Regions from separate parts of the Sus scrofa genome. Here region 2 is linked to region 1. Evidence: chromatin contacts called from public HiChIP or PLAC-seq data. All regions are on one chromosome and are shown on one strand. Each heading gives the region's core, a stretch centred on a gene start, on an enhancer-like site or on the middle of the called end of the contact. The rest is flanking DNA. Distances are from core to core; before and after follow the strand shown.

Region 1 (7,490 bases), core at 3,299-5,798:
AGCTCTTTCCTGCCAAAAGCTGCTTATACCCTGATGCTAGATCTTGCAGGACCTTCTTTAAAGAGGCCATATGAACCTTAGGACAGGCTACCAAGAAAGAGGAAGAGAAAGGAATTCATCTGCGCACCCCTGTTTTTGTTGGTCAAAGATGAGACCCATGGGGTGTGTGACACTCCTGCACTGAAGCCAGGAGTTTGGGGGAGCATGGAGTTGCCATTTGCTTGTGCTGGAAACAAGTGGCAAGACCTGGAAGACAGGTGTAGCTGAGGATCTTAGGCAGTAAATTAAAAAGGAGCTCATAACCTGGTGGCTCAGCAGGTTAAGGATCTGGCACTGTCATTATTGTGGCCTGGGTTGCTGCTGTGGTGTAGGTTCAATCCTTGGCCTAGAAACCTCTGCATGCCATAGGCACAAACATCTGCTAAAATGAAAGTCAAAACCGCTGGGCTCTATAATCCCCAAGGACCTACCCAGCTGAAAATTTCTTTGTTGCTGGTCACTGAAATGGCAGCTCAGATTCCTGAGACCATTAGCCCTTCTGGTGGTCAGAAACCATGTCCCCAGGGAGTTGCAAGCAAGTTCCCTGGAAATTTGTACCCCTCAGTGCCCAAGAGTTGGTGCCAACTTGGCTCTATCCCCTGGCATCTCCCAATTCCCATGCAACAGGAAGGCTAAGGCAGATGGTGTTTTTAAAGAGTCCCGATGGGACAGGAAAGAGGGGGGCTGATAATCCAAGCAGGTGGGGGGAGTTTTAATTTTGTTCATTCAGAAAGTCCTGGCCTCCCTGCCAGCCTGGACTCCACTCCACTCAAGGGGCAGCTGTTGGCTCCAGACAGAAGGCAGATTTGTTGGTATTTAAGGGATTGGAGGATTAAATAGGCCAGAGAGGCCCCCACCACACAGTCTCATCCTCTAATGGCTGGAAGCCCACCCCCTGAGTATTATTAAATCAATGATTACATCCCAGGGCACTGCACGCCCCTTCCTTTGGAGCCCAGCAGGCTCCCAAAGCCAGCAGAGAATGAGAGAGTCGGCTCAGAGTGGGAAGCCTCAATCCTTCTTCTCTGGTGTATGCAGAGATCAATCTGTAGATGGAAGATCAGACGCACCAAAATTAATCCTGAGATCCAATCTGAGTGATGTTACAGGCTGACCTCGTACAGCTCCTTTTTAATTCACTCAGGACACTGGCTTTTTCTGCTGCAAAATAGAATAGCCCCTGTTCTGCTTATGATGTGGCGAAGAAAGCAAGCTATAAAGCCTGTCCTTTAGTGAGGCAGAGCTGGGCCTTGGGGTATGGTCTGTGGGCTGCTGGAGCCCAAGATGGGGCTGATGGAAAATGGCCTCAACGTGGGCACCAGCCACAACCAAGATGGGACATGTGGGCTCAATCAAAAGGAGAAGGAATAAACCCAATTTTAAAAATCTCTCAAAAGAAAAGATAGGAAAGAAAATAGAATGGAATTAGGCACAGCTCAAACCACTCACACATAGTGGGAGACCTCAGGTCCAAAGACAGACCATTGTAATTAACAAACCCAGAAGTGCCAGGCTCTGTGCCAAGTGCTTCAGGTGCCTTATTTCATGGAATCATCACAACGCCAATGCAGTAGATGCAACAGGCTCCTCCTTGTTACAGATGAGTAAACTGAGCAATTTACCCAAGTGTCACAGCTAGTTAGCAAGGGTCCCAGAATTGAAACCCAGGCAGTCGGCCTGGCAGATAGTTCTTTGCCCTTTGTTCTCTTTGCTCACGGGGATGCTATCTCCTAGGCATCCTCCAAGGTTCTAATTCTCCTCTATATCCCATGACTTACTAGTCCATCTGCCCAGCTCCCAAGTCTGGCCTGAGTTTCAGGTCCATGGATCCAACAGCCTTCCTGACCCATCTCAAGCTTAATGTGTCCAAGGATGAATTCTCAGTTAGCCTCAACCTGCTCTAACCCACTTCCCAAGGGGCCCCTCCACCATCCACCCAGCTGCAGAACATGGCAACTACCTAAGTTCTTCCCTCCTTACCCCTGACATCCAAGTCACAGCATCCCGTACAACTCTTTTTTTTTTTTTTTTTTGGTTTTGTTTTGTTTTTTGCTTTTTAGGGCCACACCCATGGCATATGGAGGTTCCCCAGTCTAGGGGTCCAATCGGAGCTACAGCTGCCTATCTATGCCACAGCCACAGTAACGTGGATCCAACCAAGTCTGCAACCTACACCACAGCTGACGGCAATGCCGGATCCTTAACCCATGGAGCGAAGCCAGGGAAGGAACCTGCAACCTCATGGTTCCTAGTTGGATTCATTTCCGCTGCACCACAACAGGAACTCCCTCCCCTACAACTCTTGATGTCATCATGTCTCTCCTTCCCACTGTCCCTGTAACCAGCCCAAGACCCTCACTAGAACAACAGTGCTCCACCTCCGAGTCTCCAGTCCTGCCTCCTCTCCTCCATCTCCCTCTCTCTCACCCCCTGCCCCTGCCCCGTGCTCTGGAGGGAAGGGTCTAAACTCCAAATACTGCGTGTGTGCCACTCCCCTGCCCCAAAGCCTTGCACTGCCTCTCACTGTTCTCAAGATAAAGGCACTGGTCTGTTCTCCAGCTGAATTCCTGTGGCTCTTCCCTGGCCCCCGGCCCTCTGCTGCACTCACTGACCTTCTTTACCTTCCTCCAAACAAGAGGGTCTCTCTGGATTCCTGACTGGCTGTTCTGACTGCCAGGAATGCTCTTACCCACCCCTTGTGTTTTAGGCTGACTCTTGCTCAGACCTCACTGTCAGCTCAGAAGTCCAAAGTCACAGCTAGAATGTCGATCTGAAATCAAGTACCCCAAACCAAGTTCATGATTAATCTATCCCAAACTAGCCCACTTTGACTTCAACTCTGTGCTAATGGAACACACTGATCAACCAGTCAGGTGACTAAAATTGTTACTGTTGATAACATCAAGTGGTCAAAAAAATGTCACCTGTCATTTCAGTAAACAAAGGATGTTGCAGCCATAAAGTCACGAGCCATGGCAGCTGCCCCGAAGGTGCACCCTGAGGTGAATTAAGGATGGAGAAAAACAGGATAATGGCCCTTGATAGTTAAGGGACACATCAAAGGAATGATTTCAATGAGTCCAGAAAAAGTAGAAAAGAGAAAAAATAGAAAAGCACTTGATTAATGGTAATCTTCTGATGTTTGACTCTTTTTTTTTTTTTCAGCAAAAATTTCTATTATCCTGGTTCCTCCCTTAACCTCTGTGGGTGGAACAGTTTCTCAGAGCTATCTGAGAGGCTACCAGCTGCCACTATAACCCTCAGGAAGGTCCCCAAATACAACATAATTCTCAACGTTCAGGTTGTGCTTTTTTTCAACTGACAGTCATTAATGTACAAAAATTACTATTATAGATGTCATGATGAATATACAAACCCAGGTCGTTTCTCCAGGGCAAGATGGATCACCCTGCCAGAGAATTTTAAACTAGGGCTACCCTGATTCCTGAAACTACAATTAACAAATGTCACAAGACACTGATTAATTACAGCTTCTTTGCTCTTCTCTTTTGGAAAACAAAACAAAAAAAATTCCTCTAACTCAATGACTAAATTGGAGTGGAACTGAGCGAGGCTTGTCTCTCACTCCCTCATTTGGTACCCTGCAGTAAACCCTCTATCCTTCACCAGAACCTGGTGTCAGCAGATTGACTTTGCTGCAGGTCCACAGCACACCCACTGGGTCCTCCAGAAGCCTGTCTGAACCCACCCTCTCCAAGTCTCTGCGCACACAATACTCAGTACTTTCCCCAGCACATCACTTACCAATCCTCCTCCCACCACCCCTCAAATGTAAGCCCCACTACAGCAAGATTCATCTGTTCTTGTATGCGCAGTGCGCTGCTCACAGCAAGAGTTAATACAAATTTTAATGGGAGAGAAGGAAGTAACTTTTCCGAATCCACTGAGCCCAAGCGTGACAAAGCCAGAATTGGAATCTGCGTCATCCCACGCCCCCGCCCCCCAGCTTGGAAAAAAAGTCTCTGCTCCTGTGCATCCGACCTTCCTATCCCACGGCTTATTTAATGCCTAGCGTCAAGTGCCACAAAGTTGACATTTTCAGACGCGACATCTTCCATCTGCGGAATGAAGGTGCGTAGCACAGTGGGGAAAGGACATGAACCCCTCTCCCCAAGGACAAAGGAAATCTCGCCTTGCCTCCTCCTCAGGGAAGCATTCCGGTCGGGTGAGTCATTTCCCACGTGCTTAGTCTGCCTTAGACCAATATCTGAGTCTCAGGCAGCCTAGGCAAAGCCTCCCGCCCCTTGTCAGGAGCGGATCCCAGCAAATCCCAGCCCCAGTTGGCCCGAGGCAGGGTGCGCCTGCCTCTGCCTCCGCCCCCGCTCCCCGCTGGGGACGCCACCTACCTCCCGCCCCGACTTCCTCGTGTGGAGCTCGCCCCGCCTCCCTTTCCATCCACCGGTCTCGGAGTAGCACCCGCCGTTCGCCCCGCCCCGCGGGGCCCCGCCTCCGGCCCGCACCTCCCCTCTCCGCGCTCTCCCGAGGGCCCGCCCCAGCGGTTGGCCTGTGTTGTAGCGGCCGCCGGGCCCACCGAGCCAGTCTCCAGCTCGGGACAGCGTGGTGGAGGGCCCGGCCTGCCGGCGGGGCAGCCATGGAAGCGGCGGCGCGGAGGCGGCAGCAACCGGGAGCGGCGGGCGGCCCGGGCGCGCAGCCGGGCGCCTCCTTCCTGCAGGCCAGGTGGGCGCGCGCCGGGCGGCGGAGCGGAACCGCGGCCCCACCACGTGACCGGGCGGGATCGCGGCGCCGGGGCTGCGGAGCCCGGGATGGGTCTTTCCCCCTCTGGCTCTGCAGCTGCTCTCTCGCCCACTCGCCTGGGCCCCGCCTCCGCGCTCTTTCTCTTCCCGGGCGAGCCCTCCGCCCAGGGAGGCTCAGCAGCCTTGACCGGCTTTGGGACAGTCTGTCAGCTAAGGGACGTCTTCAGGGGTCCAAGAAACCTGGAGGGGTGGGGGTGGTGAGCCTAGAGGACACCCCCGCTCACTTGAGTCCCCAAGGCTCCTGCAAGCCCCAGGCGCCACCCCGAGTTCTCCTGCCCCCTCAGCCATCAATAGGAGTTGGATTCTGGTGTTAACATGAGGCTCACTCCTTGCCTCAAGGAACCCAAGAATGTGGGAATGTAAATGAAAGACAGCGAAGTGTGGAAGCTCCCCTCGGGAGAAAATGAGGAAGGGCTTTTCTCACAAGGTTGCTGTTCTCTCGGGAAGAAGTTAATGGTTTATTTAGTTGAGACGAGGCACTTGGGGCGGGGGAAGGTACAGAAGTCATTTTTATTTTATTTTATTTCAGGGAAAAAATCGATTTATTAAGATAGGACGCTAGTGAGACGTGCAAGCGGGCAGGCAAGGAGGCTCTGCCAGAAGCAACTTTTAAATCTTTCCCTCCACTCTGCCTTCATCCCGAAACATTCGTTGCCTATTACAGGCATTCATTAAGCATCTCTGGTGTGCCCCGCTCTGTGTCAGGCGCTGAAATGGTGGATGAGGTGAAGCCGGAGAGTCCCAGAGTCCAGAAGGACCTGGGAGGGACAGAATCCAAGCAGGGGCTGAGAGGTTATCTTGGAGGACTTCCTGGAGGTAGTAGCATTTGAGGTGCATCTCAAAATACTCAGTAGGTGACAGGGGAAGAAAGGCTGTTCCAGCTTGAGGAAAGGCAAGCGGTGCAGTGGTGCTGGAGCTTTCCATGTGTACAGTGGCAGGAGGATGCAGACTGGTTGCAGGCTGGAACCTGAATGAGAGCCTAGAGTGCAAAATTTAAGGAGACGCTCACTCTTGGAACACTCAAAAACCTTCCATGGCTCCCTTGCGCCTATTTAAATGTTGGGCCTATGTGCCTTAATTGCCTCACCCTAAATGGCAGGTTAAGGATGCAGTTTTTGTTCTGTAGGGCACAGGGGAGCCATGGCAGGTTTTTGAGCAGTAGCATGCTCAGAGTCAATTTTAGGAAGTCTGTGGTATGATTTGGGCTGAGGGAAGAAATCTGAGACACTTGGCTGAGAGTAGCTTTCTTCCGCTACTGAAGGACAGCTCTTGTTTTGGATCCCCTGCAACTTAGGAGTCAGCCTTAAACTGGGATAGCCCAGTTGGAACGGTCTGTGAATATCAGATATGGTCAGCACTTTATCTCAAGTGTGGGGTTTCCACATGCAGAATCCTACTCAGTCTTTTTGTATTTTGTATATATGAAAACAGGTCTAGAGAAGGTTACATCATTTGTTGTACAAGAACCAGGGCCTAGCCCCAGGGCTTCTGATTTCAGGCTTCTGCTCTCACTACTCCATTCTGGCTGCTGAGAAGTGATGTCCCTCTTTATTTCTGCATGAGCTCCCCACCAGCCAGGGTGCTAATGAGGGTGGCATGTAGGGCTGGCTCTCTTCCAGGGTGTCTCTGCCCCCCTCATTGGCTGCCTCTAGGCAGATTCTCAGTATTATTACTGCAGAAGACAGTAGACAGAATCATCTTGTCCAACTCCTAGGATGCTTGGATTTCCACTGATGCTTCCACACTTTGCTTACCTACCTCTAATGACAAGGTGCTCACTACCTTTCAGTGGAGCCTATTCCAGCTTCTGCCTGCTATGGCGACAGTTTTTTTTGGTTTTGTTTTGTTTTAATTATTGTAGTCAAAGTAGTATATGTCTATGATTAAAATTGCACAGTTGGGCTTAAAGCAAAAACCAGTGGTCCTTTGTTCACCTCTCCCTAGCACCAGAGACAACCACGTTAGCTTCTTTTAGGTGTTTCTTTTTCCTTTTTTTTTTGACTGCACTGTGGCCCTCGGAAGTTCCCCAGCCAGGGATTGAACCCACACCACAGCAATGACAATGCCAGATCCTAGACTCCTAGGCCACCAGGGAACTCCTAGCTGTTTCTATCAGAATTAAATTCCTATTTCTAAATAATAGTAACAAGTGCTATGTATGTAGCACTTTCTATGGACCAGGCCCTGTTCTAAGTTTCTGTATGTATCAATTCAACCACAGCTCTTGAGGTAGGATGTGTTGTTATCCTCCATTTCACGGATGAGAACATTGAGGCCCAAGAGGTAACTTGCTCAAGATTTGGTTACTGGTAGAGCTGGGATATGAACCCAGGAAGTTTCTAAAGTCCATGCTCTTAAAAGCTGTGCTCAATTACTATTTCTTAGTTTATCAATTTTAGCCTCTAAGCTAATGTTACCAACTAATTTTCTGTTATGATTTGGTTCACTTCTACGTCCCCCATCTTCATGAGATGGTTCTTTTTATTTATTGTCATTTGTCTTTTTAGGGCTGCACCTGCAGCATATGGAGGTTCCCAGGCTAGGGGTGCAATTGGAGCCACAGCTGCTGTCCTACACCACAGCTCACAGCAATGCCAGATCTTCAACCCACTGAGCAAGACCAGGGTTCGAACCCACAACCTCATGGATCCTAGTTGGATTTGTTTCCACTGCACC
Region 2 (7,490 bases), core at 2,316-4,815, 36 kb before region 1:
CTGGGCAAGGTAAACCAATATACCTGCTCAATGCTACATTTCTAGTCATTTCAGGTTCTCTTCAATTGCCACCACAAAATACCTTTCCCTTTGATGGTTAAGAAAGGAAAGCAAAGCCTTTCCAAATGTTTTAGGAAACTATTTTTTCTTGCCACTATTCTCCCCTCATCAGAACAGGACTCAGCAAGCTCCTTAGCAGTCGTGTTCCCAAGCAGCTCTTACTGCAGATTCATATTTCAATGGATGCTTGTGCCTATACAATGGGAATGGTGCTGGAAGTTCAGGGGTCATTCTGCTTCACTCCTCTGGGTATAGTAAAGGCTGTGGGAATGCAGGGAGTTACAGAAAGAACACAGAAGCAGTAAGGAAAAACAAACAAGAATCAGGTTGCCATCTCTGGTTAACATGAAAAAGACCATCTCCTTAATGTCTGGAAAGGTGGTACCAGAGATTAACCACCACCCAGGGGCTATCATTTCAGTAAAATGTAATACTCTGAACTATTTCCCTCTCATCTAAAACAGAAGAAAAACTCTTATTATTTTAACCTACAAAAAGGATCAATCACAATCCAACAATGCCGTAGTCATCTTCAAGAAGAATTATTTTTTTAATCAGGTTTTAACCAAACAGTTTTCAATCACCAAAATTAAAAATATATATTTTATGTTTGGACCACATCTACCTCAAAAGAAGAAAAATCCTAGAATAGCTTATATCCTGCCACAAGTCAACAAAAACAAATGCAATCAATGAAGCAAAATTTTCATGCAGTTGTAATCTGTAAAACAGGTTACAATCATCCAGCACAGAAAAGATAATGTCAAACCTGACAATTCTGTACTCAACATTATCATGCCCCAAAATATGTACAATTAAACCTAAAAGGCAAGTTTTAACTGTAACAATATGAATTTTTGAACCCCCCTCCCACCTGGAATAACAGTAAATTATCAAGCTTCCCCACAACATCACAAGATAACACCTATGAAACAACGGCATCATTCCTCCTACACCAGGTCCAGTGCCATTTTCAAAGCCAACATATCTACCCCCAGCAATGTGAGAATCAGAATCATGTCTTGGGATGTCTGGCTGCATGACAATCCCTCAAGAGCTGATGGTGATGCTAGTTCTAGAGGCGTATTTTGACATGAAGCTTCCGCAACCCGCTAAGGACTTTATCGGACACTCAAAGGAGTAAAAATTGGGTGACCAAATAATTCCACAGAGGTCTTCAATGTTAGCTGATGACCTCGTTAATTTCTGACCTCGGTTTCAACCCCGGTACTGATAATGGGAAAACCTGAAAGGGCAGCAACTTCCCCCATACTGCTTGTTCACAGACCATCTAGTAAGGAATACAGAATGCCTATTAGGTATCAAGACAGAGGGTGTGGCTAGTTACCTATGGAGGGAATAATGGGTAGGGGCCAATGAGGATGAGCAGCAAAACATGGGATGGAGTACTAGCCTTAGAAGACGAAGTGGGCATTAATGGGGCAGGTCAGGAGGTACAAAATGGGAGAAGTGCTACCTCCATGAAGAAAGAGAGAGGGAGCGGAGGACCCATGAGTCATGGGTCCGAGCGCGATAGAGACGAGGCTGGGACTAGAATATACCTACCCGTCGAAGCGGACGGTGCCAGTCTGCTGAGTCTGCACCCGGTAATGTTCTAACAGCAAGCGCACCACTTTTGCGTGTCCATTGCGAGCCGCGATGATGAGGGGCGTGGAGCGCTGCCCTCCCTGCTGGCTGACATAGCCAAGCAGATAGCGGATGTCGCTTTCAGACCGGTTGAGAAGCAAGGCGGCCAGAGTCAGCACCTTGCCCTCGCTGGCCGCCTTGTATACATAGCCAGCCAGGCCCTCCATGGCCGCCGCCAACTCCAATACCCGTTTGGTCGCCACCGCTGCTGCTGCCTTGCGCCCCCGGAGGCCGCGTTCGCCAGCGCTTCAAACCTGGGCCCTCACAGCCCATTCAACAGGGCGCCGCCGCCGCCGCCGCCGCCGCCGCCGCCGCCGCCGCCGCCGCCGCCGCCGCCGCCGCCGCCGCACCCAGGCAGCAGTGCGGCCGGTGGAGGGTGGAGACGCAGAGGTGGCCCAATGCCGCCAGGGGCACGTCCGCGATTCAGCCCGGGCACTGAGGAGGGCTGTCAGGGCCGCCCCCAAAGCCCTAGGCGCCGGCCCCGGGCCGAGGGGATCTCCATGGCGGCCGCCGCCCCGGGCCTCAGGCCGGACCCCTCCTTCCTGCGGGCTGCGACAGGCGCGTGCCCGAGCTACGGGTCGCCAGCGAGGTCCCAAGAGGCCCGCGCGTGCCCCAGATGGCGAATGATGGCAGCGTCTCACCCAACCCGGACCGCCGGGCCTAAGGCCTGAAACTGCTTCTGCCTCCGCTCTCCGTCCTCCCCAGCTGGAGGAATCCCGCAGGCCCTAGCCCACTGGAGCTCAGAAGCGCTAGACGCTGATGATGGCCTGGAAGTCCGCGCCTGGCGAGACCCCCGGAGCGAGGCTGAACGCTCGGGCGGCAGCAGCCCCTGGGCTCGGAACCGGGAGGAAGGCGGGCCTCCGCAGATAAGGACGGGAGGGGGAGGGTGCGAGCGGGGGACGATTAAGTGGGGTGTCTCTTACAAAGCCGACCGGCCGGCAAACCAGACCCGATGAAGAAAGGTTCTGCTGCGCGAAGGTGGCCCAAACCCATTTCGGCCCTGAATGTCCTCATTGCCCTTGACTCCTGGAGCTTCCAACTCACCCCCACTAGGCCCTGGAGGTACTTGGCCAGTGAGTGGGACAGAGGGCGCCGAACCGTTACTACCGGTGGGCTAGGGAGGCGCTCTCCGTTTTACCACAGACCTTGTGGGACCCCTCACAGCCCCTGATTGGGGGCCCAGGGAGGGGGATTCGCGCAGCCGGCAGGGTCCATTTTAGGAACAGGGTGGCGACTCTGAGCCCCCGAAATGTGGGAGGGCTTGGAGGACCGGCACCAAGCCCTGAAAAGAGACTAGAAGTCAGCATGTCTGCTCTGGAAAGGAGGATTGAGTGTGTGAGAAAGGTGGGGGGAGATAGGGAACTGTGGAAAGAGGCGAGATACCCTGGGAAGGAAGGCGAGGGCTGTGCTCAGACAGACAGGACTCCAATCCTGAGCCTGACAGAAACTCCGGGTTTCTCCCAGACCTCTCAAGATTCTTAGGATTTGAAAAGATCATTTATCCAACGAATATTAGAGATCTACTTTGTTCCAGGCGCGGCTTGGCACTAGGGGTTGGGTGATAGGCCACAGAGACACAGTGCCCCTTCAGGGACTGTTGTTGAAGGGAAAACCGACAATAAACAAGTAAATAATAGACAAGACTGGTTGAGTTCATATCATTAGCATTTGCTAGGAAGCAAAAGAAACAGAGTGGGGGGTGGGTGAAGGGCGGAGCTAATTTAGCTAGGGTGCTCAGAGACCTCCCACAGGTGAGGGGAGCTGGGGGTATTCTAGGCAGAAGGAATATCTGTTACAAATCTGAGGAGGAACAGTCTTGGTGGGTTCAGAAACGAGGGTCAGGGTGGCCACTGCAGAGTGAGCTATAGAAGTAATAGGAGATGAAATCTGCTGGGTGCAAGTCATGTTAGGGCCCAATAACCCATAAAAGTGTTTAAAATCTCCTCAAGTGTGGTGGGGACATTTGAGGAGGTTTTTTGTTTGTTTGTTTTTAATGGCGGCACCCGGGGGCATATGGAAGTTCCCAGGCCAGAGGTCAAATCAGAGCTGTAGCTGCTGGTCTACACCACAGCCACAGCAACTTGGGATCTGAGCCAGGTCTGTAACCTACACCACAGCTCAGAGCAGTGCGGATCCTTAACCCACTGAGCGAGGCCAGGGATCCATCCCACATCCTCGTGGATACTAGTCAGGTTCGCTACTGCTGAGCCATGACAGGATCTCCATTCGAAGAGTTTTAAACAGAATAGCGACAAGATAAAATTTTATGTTTTTTAAAAAGTCACTCTTGTCTGCTGTGTGAAGAATAAACTCTGGTAGGCAAGAGTCAAAGCAGGAAGGCCATTTAAGAGGTAAAGTTTTGGACTAGGATGGTAGGAGTGCAGGTAATGAAGCTGGTGGGACAGTCACAAAAAGTACAACTTATGGAGGTCATTTTGTCCTCATGCGCACAAAGGACAATATCTACACCTCCACCTCCAACACACACACACACAGGACAATATCTACCACAGAAAAAGAACAAATACATTTATTTGGTCCCAAGGGACCGGCTGGACTCAACAGGTTCACATAAAGTGTTTCATTTGAACCGCACGGTTCCAGTCCTAGTTGATGAAGGCCTCATCTCAGTTGCTGGGCTGTCTGGGGTTTGGGCCACTTCTCCATCTTCTCCATCTGCAGCACAACTTTACCTATTCTCAGATCTCTACACAAACTTTTTTTTTTCTCCCTTCCATATCAAACAAAACCAACACTGGAAATCAGAGCTGAAGATGAGATTCTACCTGTAGAGTCTCTGAAATAGCTGGTGGAAAAGAAGGCGAAACTAGTTGTTATCAATCTAGGGCTTCAGGGTTAGGGAAAAAATTCCAGTTCTTGACAGGCTGACCCAGGCTTTTTGGCCTCTGGGCACTTGGCAGTGACACGTTCAGATGTGTGACCTGGGTGCTGCCTTCCAACTGACTTTATTCCCAGGCTCTGCAGTGCAACCAGGCTCCTCACATTCTCTCCCTTTCTCTCCCTCCCCCTTCCTTCCTCCCTCTTCTTGCAGCCTTTTGCCCTGCATCATTCTTTTCACACCCGACTTTTTGAAGGTGATCCAGACACAGGCCCCTTCTTCCCTTTGGTTCCATTTTCTGAAGGAGACCTGATTCATCCAGCTATTCATTGCTGATTAAGAAACTTACTTCTTCCTCCTCTCACCCTTTCAAGCTGAACTAGGGTCCATCCTGGTGCTGACACACAATTTGGTGTAACTGGGTGAGCGCCAGGAGGGGTGGCTAAACCAAGAGTCATGACAGAGAGGAGCCCAGAACTTGCATTTTGTGGGAATACACTTCTCCTCCAACAGCCCAAGGTCAGGAGCCTTGGGCTGCTCTCTCCTTTATCACAGGTGATAGAGTTCTGGGCCCCCTTGGTTGTACAATAGCCGTTGACTGACTGGAGACTGTTTGGTTGCCTGTCTTACTTGGGCTTGGAGGATGACATGTCTGCAGTTAGGTTGGGCGAATCGGGGAGAGAGGATGTGTAAACAGGACAAGGTGGCTTTCCTAAAAAGCCAGAGCCCAGGAATAGTTCCTTCTGCTTCTGACCTATTCCCTTCCCTTTAATAGAAAGCCACTGACAAACGAACCATGCAAAACATAACTACGAATAGTTATATCATGATGGAGATTGATTTGCTGATGGCAACCTTCTACCTGGACCAAAGATAGCACCAGCCTCCAGCACTGTGCTTTCTGGAGATTGGAGGTGACCTTTGAGCAGACTTATCTGTACCTTCCATGGAGCATTGCTTTTGCCAAACCAAGTCAACCCAACCTACAGCTCTGAGTCAATGGAGTTTTTCTGATGTTGTGTAAAGTATGTTCGAAATGTCATTTTTGGGGCACTAGTAAAGATACTTGTTTCAGTCCTGCAACCTTCCCACGTACTCTAATGCAAGAAGATGACTTTTGTTGGATAGACTGAGGTTAGACCCCCTTCTCTATGGGCTAGCTATGACCTTGGGCAAATTTCTTCATCTATACAATGGAGATAATAAATACTTTCCTTGTAGGGCTGGTGTGATGGTGACATGCAAGCTCCTTCACCAGCCTTGTCCTTGAAGGAGTTCCTGTCAGCACATAATATTTCCCTTCACCCTAGCTCTGACCCCACACTCGTACTGCTATTGTGCCATTAACCTGCTCAGGAAAGGACTTCCCACCCCATCTACCTTTTTCCTGCAGGAATGTGTCCACCTCTGGACACATATGGAGAGTAAATCCATAGTATGCAAGTGGCTGGGGACAGTAATTGACAAGAGCTCAGAAATTGTAACAAAGCCATGGAAAGGAAGATGTCAGAAATCAGTGATGACCAAGAAATCACTGGTGACCAGTCTCTATTTGCCCAATTTCAGAAGACTAGCGACCCACTGGCCTTTGTCTCCTCTTCCTGTCTCCCCTTGCCTTCCCCTGAAAAGCAGATGTAATGATTTTCAAAGAAAAAACCTAAGGTGGAGGAGAGGGGGCAGCTGGTCTGTGTTGTTTCCCAAACCAGTTCACCCCTCCCACACTTGGGTTTACCAGGAAAGAAGACTGAAGCAGACATGTGTCTTCCTTCTAACCCCATTCCTCCCTGAATTGTGGATTAGTCGGGTACCCTGGGCTTATAATAACAGAAATAACAAGAGCAAGCTTGTATTGAGTGCTTACCCTGTGCTAGCTGTCACAGTAAACATTTTACACAGATTAGCATGTTAAATTTGCACAAGCCTTCAAGGGACATGCCGTTATTATCATTCTCATTCTTCAGATGAAGAAACAGAGATGTTGTGTAACTTGCCCATGGCCTCATAACTAGAGTGTGGTAGAATGTGAGGATTTGGGTGTCAGCTGTCAGCCCCCTACCCCTGACCCTGCTACCAGACTTCTGTTCCCTCTTTATCTCCCTCTAAGTGCTCTCTGCTGGGCTGGAGGTCCCAAGGCTTTCTATGGTCCTGATCACTTTGCCAGGTGCCAATCAGGTAATCCAATCATCCAAGCTGTGCTAATGGGGGAGACCTAAAGGAAACTTTCCCACCTGGCCACCCTCACACACCCTGGGCATTCCTGACTTTTTTTTTTTTTTTTTTTTTTTTTGTCTTTTCTAGGCCGCTCCTGCAGCATATGGAGGTTCCCAGGCTAGGGGTCTAATTGGAGCTGTAGCCACCAGCCACAGCCACAGCCACGAAGGATCCGAGCTGCATCTGCCACCTACACCACAGCTCATGGCAATGCTAGATCCCTGACCCACTGCCAGGGATCAAACCCACATCCTCATGGATACTAGTGGGTTTCACTTTCACTGAGCCACAGTGGGAACTCCCCTGGGCATTCCTTATTCCTACCGGGGAACACAGGTCCAAATCCGAAACAAATGCTCTCTCATCCTAGAGATCTTCCTTGACTTTGCACTGAGCTCCACTTTATTCCTCTCTTGGGACCTTGCCTCTTTCTAATAATAGCTCATGTCTGTGTGGCCCTTTATAGTCTATGACACTTTCTGATCCACCCAATCCAGCCCCTGCCTCCTAGGCTTCTTAACCACCTTCTGTGAATGGGGTGACAGAACATGAGGTTTAGCCTCCAGGTTCTGGAGCCTGCTCTACCAGCATCCCAGCTCCATGACTTGCTAACACCAGGCAAGTTGCTTATTTAACTTCTCCAACTCAGTTTTCTTATCTGTGAAATGGGATAATAATAGTGCTTTTTATCTGGTTGTTGTGAGGGTTGAATGAGATTGACAAACACACACAC

Evidence for each region. HiChIP or PLAC-seq counts read pairs in DNA pulled down with a chosen protein or histone mark.
Region 2: an H3K27ac HiChIP or PLAC-seq map of alveolar macrophages shows a contact between it and region 1. The contact joins the promoter of FEM1B here to the promoter of CLN6 in region 1. A contact is called at or near these places in 2 of 47 Hi-C or Micro-C datasets (epiblast stem cells and liver) and 1 of 2 datasets of contacts at active chromatin or transcription factors (alveolar macrophages).

What each region holds. Positions count from the first base shown.
Region 1 is chr1:166,123,104-166,130,593 of Sscrofa11.1, reverse strand. It overlaps CLN6 (ceroid-lipofuscinosis, neuronal 6, late infantile, variant), which reads left to right and starts at 4,548. Exons shown (of 7, transcript NM_001243614.1): 1 at 4,548-4,737. The coding sequence starts at 4,652.
Region 2 is chr1:166,157,623-166,165,112 of Sscrofa11.1, reverse strand. FEM1B (protein fem-1 homolog B) reads right to left here and starts at 3,565. Exons shown (of 2, transcript XM_003121751.4): 1 at 1,627-3,565. The coding sequence starts at 1,874.